Regions from separate parts of the Sus scrofa genome. Here region 1 is linked to region 2. The links are chromatin contacts, called in public Hi-C maps. All regions are on one chromosome and are shown on one strand. The core of a region is the stretch at or near the end of the contact, and the rest is flanking DNA. Distances in the headings are between cores, read along the strand shown. Region 1 overlaps TASP1 (threonine aspartase 1). Region 2 overlaps SPTLC3 (serine palmitoyltransferase 3).

Region 1 (7,108 bases), core at 3,191-5,690, 400 kb before region 2:
GCGTTATAGTTCATAACATCATGATTCAAATGTGAAGAGAATTGTTCACAGATAATGTATATCATTGTGCATGTGTTACCATATCCCCCTTAGTAAAATTCTATTTTATAGAATGTTTGAGTAGAATCAGCAGTCACAGTTAATAAAAAAGAGCTAATACAGAATACCCTTTCTTGACTTTGTTGCTGTTTTTGATGAAAGTTATTCTACAGTGTCTCTTTATTTGTACGAGAGTTGTGTTTCCAAAAGAACCAGTAAGATCAAGAAGATCCTACTTTAAAATACTTTATAGTATGTTCCTGGTGGTATAGTAATGGTGCTATGCTGACAATTGATAGTGAGCACCATAGAGCTTAAACTTTCATGCTGATGTAATGTTGGTCTTGGGTGTTTTAAGTTCCTCCTCCAGCAGATTTGTGCCCATAAAACTATTTGCCATAGGATAGGTAGAGCAGACACTGGCTGATCGTGATCTTGTAGGATGCTGTCAGACCTTGTTTCTCAAAGTAGGGTCCATGGACCAGTAACATCAGCCTCAGCATTATGGTGAGGTTGTTAGATGTACAGTTTTGACTGATTTTGGATTACTCCATCAGAATCTGCATTTAAACTGACTCTCCAGATGGTTTGTATGCACACTGAGGTTTGAGAAGCCCCCCCTGTCGATGACAAAAGACTTGGCACCTGAACACAACAGTCTCTATCTGAGGTCACAAGAACATAAAGATTTTGGAGTTACTTCTGAGAATAACAAAATGTGTTCACCTGTAAAGTACATTTCTCTTCCGTATCATGCCTCTTTTCTGGAATATAATGTGTCTGATGCATTTCTTTACTTTGGTGCTTCCATCTTACCTGCCACAGGTGACAGACCTCACTCTGTCTATACCAAGAGCATGAACCAGACTATTGCGAATCTTCCCTAAGAAGGGTGGTTCTTGGGCTTGTGTGAAATTGAATCTTGAGAGAAGGGGGTGAAAAACTGAGGCCCTGATGTTAGAATGGTCACTTGTTAGGCTTGTTTTTGCAACACCAAGGATGCTGACATGATTTATTTACTCCCAATTAAAGAATAGCATGTCCTGACTGCCTGCTCTGTGCAAAACAAAGCAGAGTTGATCAGACCTTTCCTCAGAGAGTTTACAGTCAGGCTAGGGAATGGTCCTTGAAAGTCAGACAACCTGCCACCAGTGGGACTGTGATATGCTGGGACATGGCCACGTCAACCCATTGGCTGGACTTCTCTCCCAGCTGTGGTGAAAAGGGAGCATAGGGATATGGCACTCATTTCAGTCAGTTACACCTGTTCTAGCAAAGTAAGTACTGCCGTAGTGTGTTAGTATATTTATGGGGACCATTTTTTAGAGCAGAAGTCAAAGAATATGTAAATGTCTAGATGTACCTGCTCCTAGTAGACTTAATGTACTACTCCTTGTGGCAGTTTCTGGCTCTTAATGTTTTAGTTGGCTTTAAGAAAAAATCTTTTGGATTTCCTATTGTGGTGCTGCGGAAATGAACCCGACTAGTATCCATGAGGACTTGGGTTCGATCTCTGGCCCTGCTCAGTGGGTTAAGGATCCAGCATTGCCATGAGCTATGGTAGGTTGCAGATGCGGGTTGGACCCCACATTGCTGTGACTGTGGTATAGGCCTGGAGCTGCAGCTCCCATTCAACCCCTAGTCCGGGAACTTCCATATGGCACAGGTGCGGCCCTAAAAAAGCAAAAGGAATAAAAGGAAAAATCTTTTGTTTGCATTCTGCTTCCACTATTTCCAAACTCTTCAGTATTGCTCAACTTCTGAGGTGGTCCTGGGAGCCCAATGACTTTTCTGGGGATGGCCTTATTGTGGCATTTCGGAACCCACTCAGCCAGGGACCCCTCAGCACAAATGCCGTCTTGCTCTGTAGCATAAGCATAAACCACAGAGGAAGAAGAGCTGGTCTTATCAAATGTGGTTATTTGGCTCTTTCACACATACTTGAGGTGGGAAGTGAGGGTGGGAGCCTCAGGTTCCAGGGCACCAGGACCCTAAAAGACCATCGTGACCACTTTGAACCTAAAGACCTGTAGTAGCCCTTATTTTTCTTTTTTTTTCTCTTTGTTCTTCCTTTTTTTTTTAGCCCTTCTTCATATATGAAAAAGAGATAATTTTTCATGAAACTTTTCCCCCTCTACCCTTCTGGTTTTTTTTTTTCCTTTTTAGGGCTGCACCCATGGCATGTGGAGGTTCTTAGGCTAGGGGTCAAATCGGAGCTACAGCTGCCAGTCTCCACTACAGCCATAGCGACGCTGGATCCGAGCCGCATCTGCAACCCACGTTACAGCTCACAGCAATGCTGGATCCTAAACCCACTGAGTGAGGCTAGGGATCGAACCTGCATCTTCGTGGATAACCGCTAAACCATGATGGAAACTCTTTTACTTCTGATTTTTATCCCGCAGTGTTAAGTTTGTCTGCCTTGCCCAGGTGACCTAGAAATCTTCGAGGTAGGAGACAGCTGCTTGTGGTCACTATGTATGAAATGCCTTACGCATGTGGGACTTGGAAAAAGACACAGAAACACAAAGATGCCTCCCAGGAATGTGCAGTTTTTTGCCATACAATTGGCAAGCACATTTTTAATATAGCAAAGAAAGGAGCATGCCATAAAGCTTTTCGCAAGGGAGGAATTATAAAATAAAATTATAACATGGGCTACTTCAAGACTAGAAATGTCACTCTCTTCATTTATTGTGCTGACTATATTAACTTTTAGGAATTTGTATATCATAGTTAAAAAATACTAATAAGGACCTTTATTAGTCCACTTATACCATAGATCTTTTCCTCTACAAATTCTCAATCATGAACTTAATTTTTCAGATTAAGGAGATACTGTAATATTCTGCGATTTGTATTAATTTTTTTTTCTTTTTCTTAGAAAGACACATTGGGCTTGTTATTAGAGAAAAGCAACCAGATGCTCTTGGTTCAGGATTTCTTACTGGAAAATGAGTTTTGACTTTAACCTGATTTAAGGGGCAATTTCATAGTGGAGAATTTCAGGGGACTGCTGAATGTTCCAGTTAAAGACGAGCTCGGGTTCTCTTATATCACAATTGTCCTAAAAAGTGCTGCCCCCAATGGTCCTGTCATGGTCACACACCGTGCTTAGCAAATGCTCAGGCCGATTTTGCCCTGCAGGAGAACGACACAGGCACTTTGGATACGGTGGGCGCTGTGGTTGTGGACCACGAAGGGAACGTGGCTGCTGCTGTCTCCAGTGGAGGCTTGGCCTTGAAACATCCAGGGAGAGTTGGGCAGGTAAGTAATTATGGGGCTTTTTATTTTTAATGTATTTTTATTTATGTATATATTTTTAGGGCTGCACCAGTGGCATACGGAAGCTCCTGGCTAGGGGTTGAATTGGAGCTGCAGGTGCAGGCCTACATCACAGCCATAGCAACATGGGATCTGAGCCACAATGGGTACCTATGCCACAGCTTGTGGTCATGCCAGATCCTTAACCCACTGAACGAGGCCAGGGATTGAACATGTATCCTCATGAATCCTAGTCGTGTTTGTTAATCGCTGAGCCACTGGGAACTCTGTTTTTTAAACTAGCTTTCCAAGTTGAAACATGGAATTTCTAGCTCACAAGTTTTTAAAACTGTAGAGACATTTTTTTTTCCTTAGGAAAAATAAATGATGTTTTTTCCTAACATTTATGTAGTATAAATCATCCATCAAAGACTTGTTCCGGATTCTTTCTAAGATTAAAACCCTGTTGTGTTCTTTCTGATCTTTTCAACTGGTGATGCTGTGTTTTGCTCCTTTCAGTAGGTTGGGTACTGGCCTGGGCATTTATTAGACATTTAGTAAATTTGTATAGACTTCCATTTTCTTTCTTTGTAAATGTCCTTCTCTTCAGGAGCTGCCTGCTTTTCAGGTGGGAAAATGCATTTTTTTTATTTCCTTCATTCCAGGAACAGTAACATTTTGACCCTCTAATCCCTCCTCCAATTAAACATTTCAGCTATTTTATAGACTCGCTAGTATTTCAAGTCACCAGTATGCCATACCACTCAAGAAATCCAGATATAAAAAGGGTCTAATTTATGTGCAGCTGGCTTATTCCCAGTTCACTTGTATGTCATCTTCACCCCCGACTTCCCAGCTCCAGCCTTTAGTACTATAGTGAGAATGAAATGTAACAATCCATTTGATCTGATAACCCCTTTGAGTATAAACCAATTTGGCGTGTTACTTATGGGGTTAATGAATATTTGTTAAATGAAATATGAATTGGACACCCTTGAGGAGTCTGTTAAAGTAGTTGCACAGAGTGTGTTGAAGCACAGTATTTGTTTCTCGTATTCCATCTGGAGCGCCATTTGGCATGTTCTGTGTGCTTTGCCTCCCATGTTGGAAGAAGAGTCTCTGTCACAGTTGCTTTGGACTTGGTGGTTAGTGAGTGCTTGGAGCAGAGTGATCTAATTCATAGAGGACATCTTTGCAAAGCCCCACGTGACATTCCCTGTTTTGCCCTTTATTGTGGACAAGCCACTCATAGTCCTATGGTGGGAAGGGGAAGGGAATAATAATTTTGTGCTACTCTTTGCCCACCATACAAGGGGATTTATGAGGAATGATTACTTAACATGTGTACAGTGCTTTGAACTCATTATAAAAAGCCTTTGTCTGGTCATGGTATTTTTTTCCACGTTATAAAGCCCTGTGTATTTGTCAAGTTTGGAATAAGAAAACCACGCTTGGCATATCAGATTTGGATGCCTTGGTGGAGAAAGAGGGAGAAAAGCCAGCAAGGCCGCCTTCATTGCATTACAGTTCCCATGACTTTCTCACTGGTTTGTGTTTGTTTTGGTTAGCAAAATAGCAACAACAGATCCGACGATAGTTCTGGACTATGTTAGCAGGATATTACACTGAACAATCTTGAAAGCCATTCTGCCACTGCACGTGGGGTTGTCCTGGAAAAAGAAACACCATAAAACTTCCACGTACACATTTAAAAGTTGCTAAGGGAGTAAATCTTAAAAGTTCTCATCACAACGGAAGAAAAATTAAAAAAAATAAACCTCTGTAAGTGTGTCTGATGATGGATATGAACTAGACTAATTGTGGGGATCGTTTTGCAATACAGACAAATAGAGAATCATTATTTTGTACACCTGAAACTAATGTAATGTGTGTCAGTAATACCTGAATTAAAAAAAAAAAACAACCTTTACATACTGATTTGCCCTGGTTGGCTAGTTTATGAATGCACAGTTTGTGAGAGCTGAAGAATTAGGAAAAGGTGTGGAGGAGAGAGGGGTCATGGTGCTTTCAGGGATGCAGTTCTTACTTGGGTTTATTGCTCAGACGGAGGAGAGGACATAAGCCTGGAAACATGGCAGCGTCAGACGAGAGGTCAAGGGCTGTTCTTCTTGATGGGACAGCACGAAACAAAATACACAAACAATTATTTACAAAATCAAGGACTATTTTTTAAAAATGTGCTGAAACTAGATATTTTGAGATACATTTTATTTTTTTAATATTTTTCATTAAAATTTTTTTTAATTTCCCCAATACATTATTTATATTTTTTTTGTCTTTTCTAGGGCCACACCCGTAGCATATGGAGGTTCACAGGCTAGGGGTCTAATCGGAGCTGTAGCTGCTGGCCTATACCACAGCCACTGCAACGCAGGATCCGAGCCTTGTCTCCAACCTACACCACAGCTCACAGCGACTCCAGATCCTTAACCCACTGAACAAGGCCAGGGATCGAACCCGCAACCTCATGGTTCCTAGTCAGATTTGTTAACCACTGAGCCACAATGGGAACTCCTGTTGTTGTTTTTAAAGGTCTGCTTAAGGTTGGTTGTTTTATCCAAAGGAGTGGATAGAGAGGGACAGTCTCTGATTCTTTCTTTTCTCTTACCTGCCACTCTCTCAGCCCAACCAATTTCTGATGGTTAAGAAAGATGATGAATTTTGGTCATGAAGTTGAGGAGAAGAAGCATGAGGAAATTCACTTAGGAGAATCAAGAGTAAGAATGAGTGGTCTTTCTTTTTATTACTCCCACTGGGTTTCTAAGGCGTGTCCTTGTGGCCCTATTTACTATTTTAGGGGTACAGTCTCCTGCTCAGAATAACTGGGAGATAGAAAGGCAGTGGCCTAATATCCAGGGTTTTGGGTGAAGGAGGAATGGGCCCTTTCACTGACATCTCATGTTCTTGAGGCTTTGACCAACCCAACACGTGTCCTAGGTAGTAGCCCCAAGTCTTATCCCACAAGTCTGCCCATTTTATTCTGAAATCCATGTGCTGAGTCACTCCTCTTAGGGCTTTCATTTGCTACACTCACCCAACCATCTTGTGTATTTTAAAATCATGGTATTTTCTGGGAGTTCCCTTTGTGGCTCAGCAGTTAACAAACATGACTTGATCCATGAGGATGTGGGTTCGATCCCTGGCCTCGTTTAGTGGGTTGGGGATCCGGTATTGCTGTGAGCTGTGGTGTAGGTCGCAGACATGGCTTGGATCCCGTGTTGCTGTAGCTGTGATGAAGGCTGGTGGTTGTAGCTCTGATTCAACCCCTATAGCCTGGGAACTTCCCTATGCTGTGGGTGCTGCCCTAGAAAAAAAAAAAGCAAAAAAAAAAAACAAAAACATGGTATTTTCAAAGGCAGTAATGAATTTTTTATTGTCCACTACATTAGGGGTGTTGTGTTCAGTTCTTGGTTCTGCTTTTAGGAGGGGTATTGTCAGTGACAACGGGGGATGGCAACTGTGGATCATGTGAACATGGTTTCTCCAGTTATCCTGGACTGGGCGCTGGATAGTTTCTCAAAGAGGGTCGTTAAGGAAGAGGGTGGGTGTGTGCATCTCAGGGTCTTGAGGAACAGTTCACAGATTCTTTGAGAGAGAAAAGAGGGATCAGAGCCTTCGAATAGCTGTTTTCAAAAATTTGGAAGACTTTAGGGGGAGGTTAAAATATTTCCAGAGAGTAGAACCAGGATTGGTGGGTGGAAGTTGTGAGAAAGCACATATTCCTTCAAGCAGCCTAAGGAAGAACTTGCCTTCAATGGGAAGTGTCCAGAATGAGTATATATTC
Region 2 (6,555 bases), core at 1,430-3,929:
TTTTCTATCCCTTCCTCTTCATCTCTCCTTCAAAAACCTAGAAAGTATACAAACATGGGATGCTGAGAATTTGGAGTTGAGAGCTGTAAGGCAAAACCAGATGTGCAAAAGAAAAATGGTTTCCTAGACATTTGCTTGAGTACCTAGCCTATCCAAGCACTGGTTGAGTGTTCAGAAGTGTCTGAAGGGATGTGTTTTCTGCCCTTAACATATTACATCAGATGTATTCCTGCCCATGGAGAAGTAATGGCAAGAAAAGTAAAAAGCCACGCAAACTAGTATATGCAGTAGGGCGAACAGAATACAGAGGAAAGAGAGGAGGTCTGGCCAGCATGAGTGGGTAAGGGAGATTCCCTTAAATGACAAGTTCCCATTGTGGCACAGTGGAAACAAATCTGACTAGGAACCATGAGGTTTCGGGTTCAATCCCTGGTCTTGCTCAGTGGGTTAAGGATCTGGCATTGCCATGAGCTGTGGTGTAGGTTGCAGACGCAGCTCGGATCTGGTGTTGCTGTGCCTGTGGTGTAGGCTGGCAGCTGTATCTCTGATTCGACCCCTAGCCTGGGAACCTCCATATGCCTCAGATAAGGACCCTAAAAAGTAGAAAATTAATTAATTAATTAATTTTTTAAAAAAAGCATCAGGTGTAAAGTGAATTCCTGGTGCTGTTGGCAATTATTGTTGATGGGTTGCCAACTCAGAGATTCTTAAAAATGGAAGCATGGGGTGGGAGGAGAGGACCACAATATAAAAGTTTGGACTGTCTTTATTGCAGCTCCCTCCTTTTGCAGAGGGGAATGCTGTTAGGTTATGTGACTCATATTAATAGACCCAAACAACAAACCAAAGGTTTTAAGCCCAGAACTGCCTTATTGGGTAAGAGTGAAAAGGAAAAGAGAGGCATTTAGATTCCAGCTGCAGCTCAGATTCAATTCCTGGCCCAGGAACTTCTATATGCCATGAGGGAGGCCATAAATAAATAAGTAAATAAATAAATAAATAAATAAATAGGGAGTTCCCATCGTGGCTCAGCAGAAACGAATCCGACTAGGAACCATGAGGTTGCAGGTTCAATCCCTGGCCTTGCTCAGTGGGTTGAGGATCCGGCATTGCCATGAGCTGTGATGTACGTTGCAGAGGCAGCTTGGATCTGGCGTTGTTGCAGCTGTGGCATAGGCCGGCAGCTGTAGCTCAGATTAGACCCCTAGCCTGGGAACCTCCATATGCCTCAGGTGGGGCTCTAAAAAGCAAAAATAAAACAAAAACAAACAAACTTTTAATACATAAGTAAAAAATAAAGAAAGGACCCAGACCTGTGGCAGACTACATGACTACAGAGGTAGCAGAGCTGATGATTTCACTGATAGACCCCAAGCTAATGTTCATCAGCTGCATAAGTCTCAATTTGAAGAACTTTCTATGTATTAACTCATTTTAGCTTCACAATAATGCTTTGAGGTAGGTACTATTTTAATTTCCATTTGATAGGTGGGATCACTGAATTACAGACCAGATCAGAAAATGATCCAGCCCCAAACTGGCTGGATAACAAGGATGTGGACCCACAGAGTTTGGCTCTAGCATCCCTCTGCCATGTGCACTATACTATATTACTTCTTCAGATCAGAGGAGTTGGCTTGGCATGGGGTGAGGGAGGACCCAGGAGAGCACAGACAAGCCTCCTTCACAGCTCCTTACCCCTGTTGTGCTTTCCTTAATCCACAGAGATTGTGCTTCTGGAGAAGCAGGGGAAGGGGAGAGTTCCTATTACACTCCCGTGTTCATGGTACTAAACCAGAGAATTGCATCAGTCTCAAACTCTTTCATATCTATTAACTTTTACTTCTGCAAAAAACCTGAAACCTTCTTGAGTTATATACTTTCTTATACACTCTCTTAAAATCCATAGTGGTGGCTATTTAGAGGGGGCCTGGTAAAATACTGATGGTCTAGTGGAAAGCAGAGGGGTTTTAGGGACCGAGGAAGGATGGTGAAGGTCCCTGGTGTATAGAAGGGAGTACTAAGCAGCATTCTTAGGAAGAGGTGTAGTGATATTCGTGTAGCCTTGGGGCATCACTGACAAAAACCGAAGAAATAATACAAAGTTGCCTTTGATCCCTAACGGGCTCTTTATGTCTCCAAACTCCAATTTCCCTTTGCAAATCAGATATTTCACAAAGCCAAGGTCATGTGCACCCTTAGTTTTATAAGTGCTTCATCAGCATAGTATCTCTTCCCTTTAACGTTGAGACTATCTTGCCCATAATCTTATTTCTCTCAGAGTTGGAGTGCGTGAATGGGAGCTCACTTGCTTGCTTGGTACAGAAAGTGGGGCTCCTAGAGTAACTCCCACAGAGCCTCGGAAACCTTAGTTCCTGGTTTCTGATTCCTTCCTATTATTGTCCACTGGGTGCCATGAGCCGTAGTTAAGAGTTGGCTTCATTCTTTGACAAGGAGAGTCAGGGTTGTGTTTTCCTTCAAGGCAGGTTAGAGGTCTCCTCAGACTGAGTTTCTAAGGCCATTAGTAAGTGCAAAACCCCAAGCCTGGAGTTCAAAGACAAGGGTGGCTTTTCTGGGGAAATCAGACAGGAGGCTCTTAGAATAAACATCTTGGAGTTTATTCCATGACCCCCATTTACTTCAAAGGGCTGGTAAAGACAGCCTGGGCTGAGCACACAGAGCAGAACTGGCTTCTGCCTCCCTCTGGCACCCAGACTTCTGGGTCTAACACTCCCACCAATCCTGCCTGCCCTGCCCCACTTCTTTTCCAGAATCTCAACCCGGCAGCTTATCAGGCCTGAGGGCTATTTTTCCTTCCTTCGTTTGCAAATCTCTGGTCAGTCTGTGGAGGCTGTGAAAGCCAGTGTCATCCCCAGGCATGTGAAAGGACACAGGATCCATGCTGGTTAAAAAATCTGGACACCCCCCCCCGCCCCCCGCCAAAACTAGAGTCTATGACGTTGAACCCGTCTCCTCAGCAACTGAATTGACGCAAATTTAAAAATAAAAATAAGGAAACTATCCAGCTCAGGTTTTCTTCAGAGAGTTCTCTGGTGGCTCAGCAGGTTAAAAATTTGATCTTGTCACTTCTGTGTTGTGGGTTCCACCTGTGGCCTGGGGAACTTCTGCATGCTTGGAGGCATGGCTGAAATAAAAGGAGGAGGAGGAGGAGAAGAAGGAGGAGGAGGAGGAGGAGAAGAAGGAGGAGGAGGAAAAGGAGAAGGAGAAAGAGGAGAAGGAGAAGAAGAAGAAACAGAAGAAGAAGAAGCCTCCATTCATGGAGCTCTGAGAGGTGGATAGAAGTACCTGATGTTCCACTGAAGGTTATGAAAGAACAAAAGCTTCAAGATGGGCCATTCACAGATCATCTATAGCAGTTCTAAATCCACAGTGGGCAAAACAGTAAATCCTTGCTGGCTCTTGAGAGACTGATTTAGCAGTTTCCCTGAGGTGGGGAGAGTAGGTCTGGCCAGGGCAGTCAACTCCAAGGGTGGAGATGAATTTGTAGGACATTTTCTTAGAGAAGGCTGAAGCCACAACCAAAATCTCTTCTCTCTGTGGTTGTATCTTAGCACCAAACCAATTTTTCTCTTGTGCGTTTCTAAGTATAATTTCTTCTGTGACGCATCTGGTTGCTAAGGCATGCAGTTCTGACCTTGACCTACTCCAAAAGGATTTCTAGAACCTTCTAGAAATTGTTATTGGGAATATAGTCCCTCTACCACTACCACTGACACTGACTTTAAAAAGAGAATTATTAAGATAAGGTGAACGGTTTTGTCCCTCTCTAGAGTTTTGGACCCAAGTGATTAGTTTTAAATATCAAGATTTACTAGGAAGCCCATCCATGTAGTGAACTTGAAATTATTAAGATTTCAGAAAAATGTAAGATCCTATTGTGCAGTTTAACATCCTTTGTGATTAATGTGTTTGGGCTTTTGTAGTATCTAGTATCTAGAATGCTGGGGCTTTTGCAGTACTCCCCCAAATGGAAATATTTTCAAATATCCAGAAAAAACATGATGATGTAACTCTGAAAACTGAACTCAAAATGTTTAAATGGATAGCAGGGAGATTTTTTTTCAAACAAAGATCTTTAGCATTTGCCCAATTCTATGACCTACCAATTAAGAAGTATAGTTTTTAAAAAAGGCTCAAAGTGAAAATTCTTCTCAAAATCCATGTCCAGGGGAATAAAAACTTGGATTTAAATGGAAACTACACATAATTTAAAATTAACATAATTTATCAACTTAAATGTACAGAAGAGCAGATACATACGTTCCATTAACTCACGGGTTCATTAGGTTGGAAGGAAACCACAGTTTACCTGGATTTATCACAGTCTCATCAAATTGATTCCAAATGGGTGTTTATCTGATTTTTAAGTCATCAGGAGACTAAACACCCAGACACTTTTTTGAATGGCCTCCTATTTCCTGCACACTCTCCCGGTCTTGAAAACTGCCCTATTTTGCATTTTGCTGTTTCAGGGCAGCAAGTCTCAGTAAAGACATATGGGTCTCAGCCAAACACTCTCTAATTCTTGCTGCCATCTAGTGGTAAATTCAGAGGCTGCAGTGTAATATGGAGGAGGGAGGGGCAGGGAAGAGGGGAGGGGAAAGTAAGGGGGGAGGGTGAGAAGAGGGGGAGAAAGGGAAATGATGCAGCCCTCTGGGTCCAAGTATGCACGGAATGAGTTTTTTAAAGAGCAAAAAAAGATCTACATACTTTTTCTTCATCCCAATTAGTGTAAATAATAATTTTCACAATTGCTTAGTATCTTCCCCAAATCAAGAGCAGTTCCCCCGACAAGGGCAAATAGAGTCTGAGGGAGAACCATACTCAGCTTGTCCTAACTTCTGGTGGTCGGGAGCCTTGGTTTAAAGGGGAATCTGAGTGGAACCTTGTGACGGCTCCCAAATTTGACACATTTCAAAGATCTGCTGACTTCCGTTTATTCAGGTGCCTTTGGTTCAGGAAACAGAGTTACGCTTGATTAAAAATTTTGTAGTTCAGAACTGCTGTTAAAGTAATCACAAAACCACAAGCTCACAAAGCCAAGTAGCCTGTGTGAGAGTGCTCCTGAATTAAAGATGCTCTCATCCCATTGCTGTGACAGTCAAGGAAGAGAACTGTTAACCTCTCGACAGATTTAGCTTTAAAATTGTGTAAGATCCTGGGCATTCCCTATGTTTTTAGCATCACCCAGCTAATTCCCACAGGCCCGTGGAGGAACCATAAAGAGCAAAACTTTGAGCTGGGTAGAAAGTAATGCTTATTGAAGGGTAAAGACCACTGAAAGCTCTAAGCGTTTTCAGCATTTGTACCTCTCAAGGCAGGGCAATCAGCTGCATTAAAAACTGTTACTTTAAATCATAGGCTTTCAATGACTAGATCACTTTCGGCTCTACTCCCTGGTTTGTCTAAACGATTTACGATTTACCGGTAGTCTGAACTCCTGTTTCTGCTGGAGACAACAAGTAAGGAATCCGGAATTTAGGGAAATCATTGAGCCACTTGCTTTTGGGTCTTCTGAGTCCCCCTGAGTGGAGCCAACACCCCCTCATCATCTCTTTGAGACAGGTGTAGGCCTGTGGGAGGTGTAGCCATTAGGATTTGGATAAAATTTTCATATAAGGGAGCAGATAACTGACTTTTTAAAACCTCAAACCCATTTTTTCCCCTTTTTTGCAGGGGGGCACAACTGTGGCATTTGGAAGTTCTCAGGGGCCAAATTGGAACTGCAGCTGCTAGCCTACAGCACAGCCACGACAACACCAGATTTGAGCCATGTTCGAGACCAATGCCACAGCTCACAGCAGCACCGGATCCTTCATTCACTGAGTGTATCCAGAGATCGAATCCTCATCCTCATGGATACTAGTTGGGTTCTTAACCTGCTGAATCACAACAGGAACTACCAAACCTGGGTTTAATTTCATTTTCTTTCTCTCCTTCCTTTCCCTCTTCTTTTAAAATTCTTTTAAGCATTTTTTTTAAAGTATAGTTGATTTACTATACTCATTGTTGTTTAATTTCTGCTCTGTAGCATCATGATCTAGTCATACATCTATATACATTCTTTTTCTCACACTATCTTCCATTATGTTCTATCCCAAGAGACTGGATATAGTTCCCTGTGCTGTAGAGCAGAACCTTGTTGCTTATCCATTTTAAATGTGATAGCATTTGTTTTATGTTGGCAGTGCCCTTGGTAATACTGGCACTAGAAGCACGGGGCTAACGCTTCCTTAGTCTCATCCCATCAGATCAGAATCTTAAGTCAGGTGGAAAAGACATTAGAGGATGACAAGCTCTGACCCACAACTTACCCACATTTGTGGGAGAGAAAAATCTTTTAAAAAGACATTTCCAGGGAGTTCCCATCATGACTCAGTGGAAAGCAATCTGACTAGCATCCATGAGGACGAAGGTTCCATCCCTGGCCTCACTCAGTGGGTTAAGGATCCAACCATTGCCGTGAGCTGTGGTATAGGCTGCAGATAGGCTCTGATTTGGCTGACTGTGGGTGTGGCTGTAGCCAGTGGCTTC

Evidence for each region. Hi-C and Micro-C count contacts between places; a contact is called where the count stands out from the background.
Region 1: a contact with region 2 is called in a Hi-C map of omental adipose tissue, with 1.8 times the contacts expected there. The contact joins two enhancer-like sites. A contact is called at or near these places in 19 of 47 Hi-C or Micro-C datasets (alveolar macrophages, embryonic fibroblasts, epiblast stem cells and 11 more).

Annotation. Positions count from the first base shown.
Region 1 is chr17:22,254,118-22,261,225 of Sscrofa11.1, reverse strand. It overlaps TASP1 (threonine aspartase 1), which reads left to right. Exons shown (of 13, transcript XM_021078004.1): 9 at 3,187-3,306. Among named protein-coding and RNA genes, the nearest start is that of TASP1, 100 kb to the left of the region's middle. Within about 2 kb of position 4,440, at least 2 of the 83 cell types and tissues checked have an H3K27ac peak or open chromatin away from gene starts, as enhancers often do. A contact at or near this core is called in omental adipose tissue, where this site is marked.
Region 2 is chr17:21,848,300-21,854,854 of Sscrofa11.1, reverse strand. The region is part of intron 8 of SPTLC3 (serine palmitoyltransferase 3); the gene reads right to left. Among named protein-coding and RNA genes, the nearest start is that of SPTLC3, 82 kb to the right of the region's middle. Within about 2 kb of position 2,679, at least 3 of the 83 cell types and tissues checked have an H3K27ac peak or open chromatin away from gene starts, as enhancers often do. A contact at or near this core is called in omental adipose tissue, where this site is marked.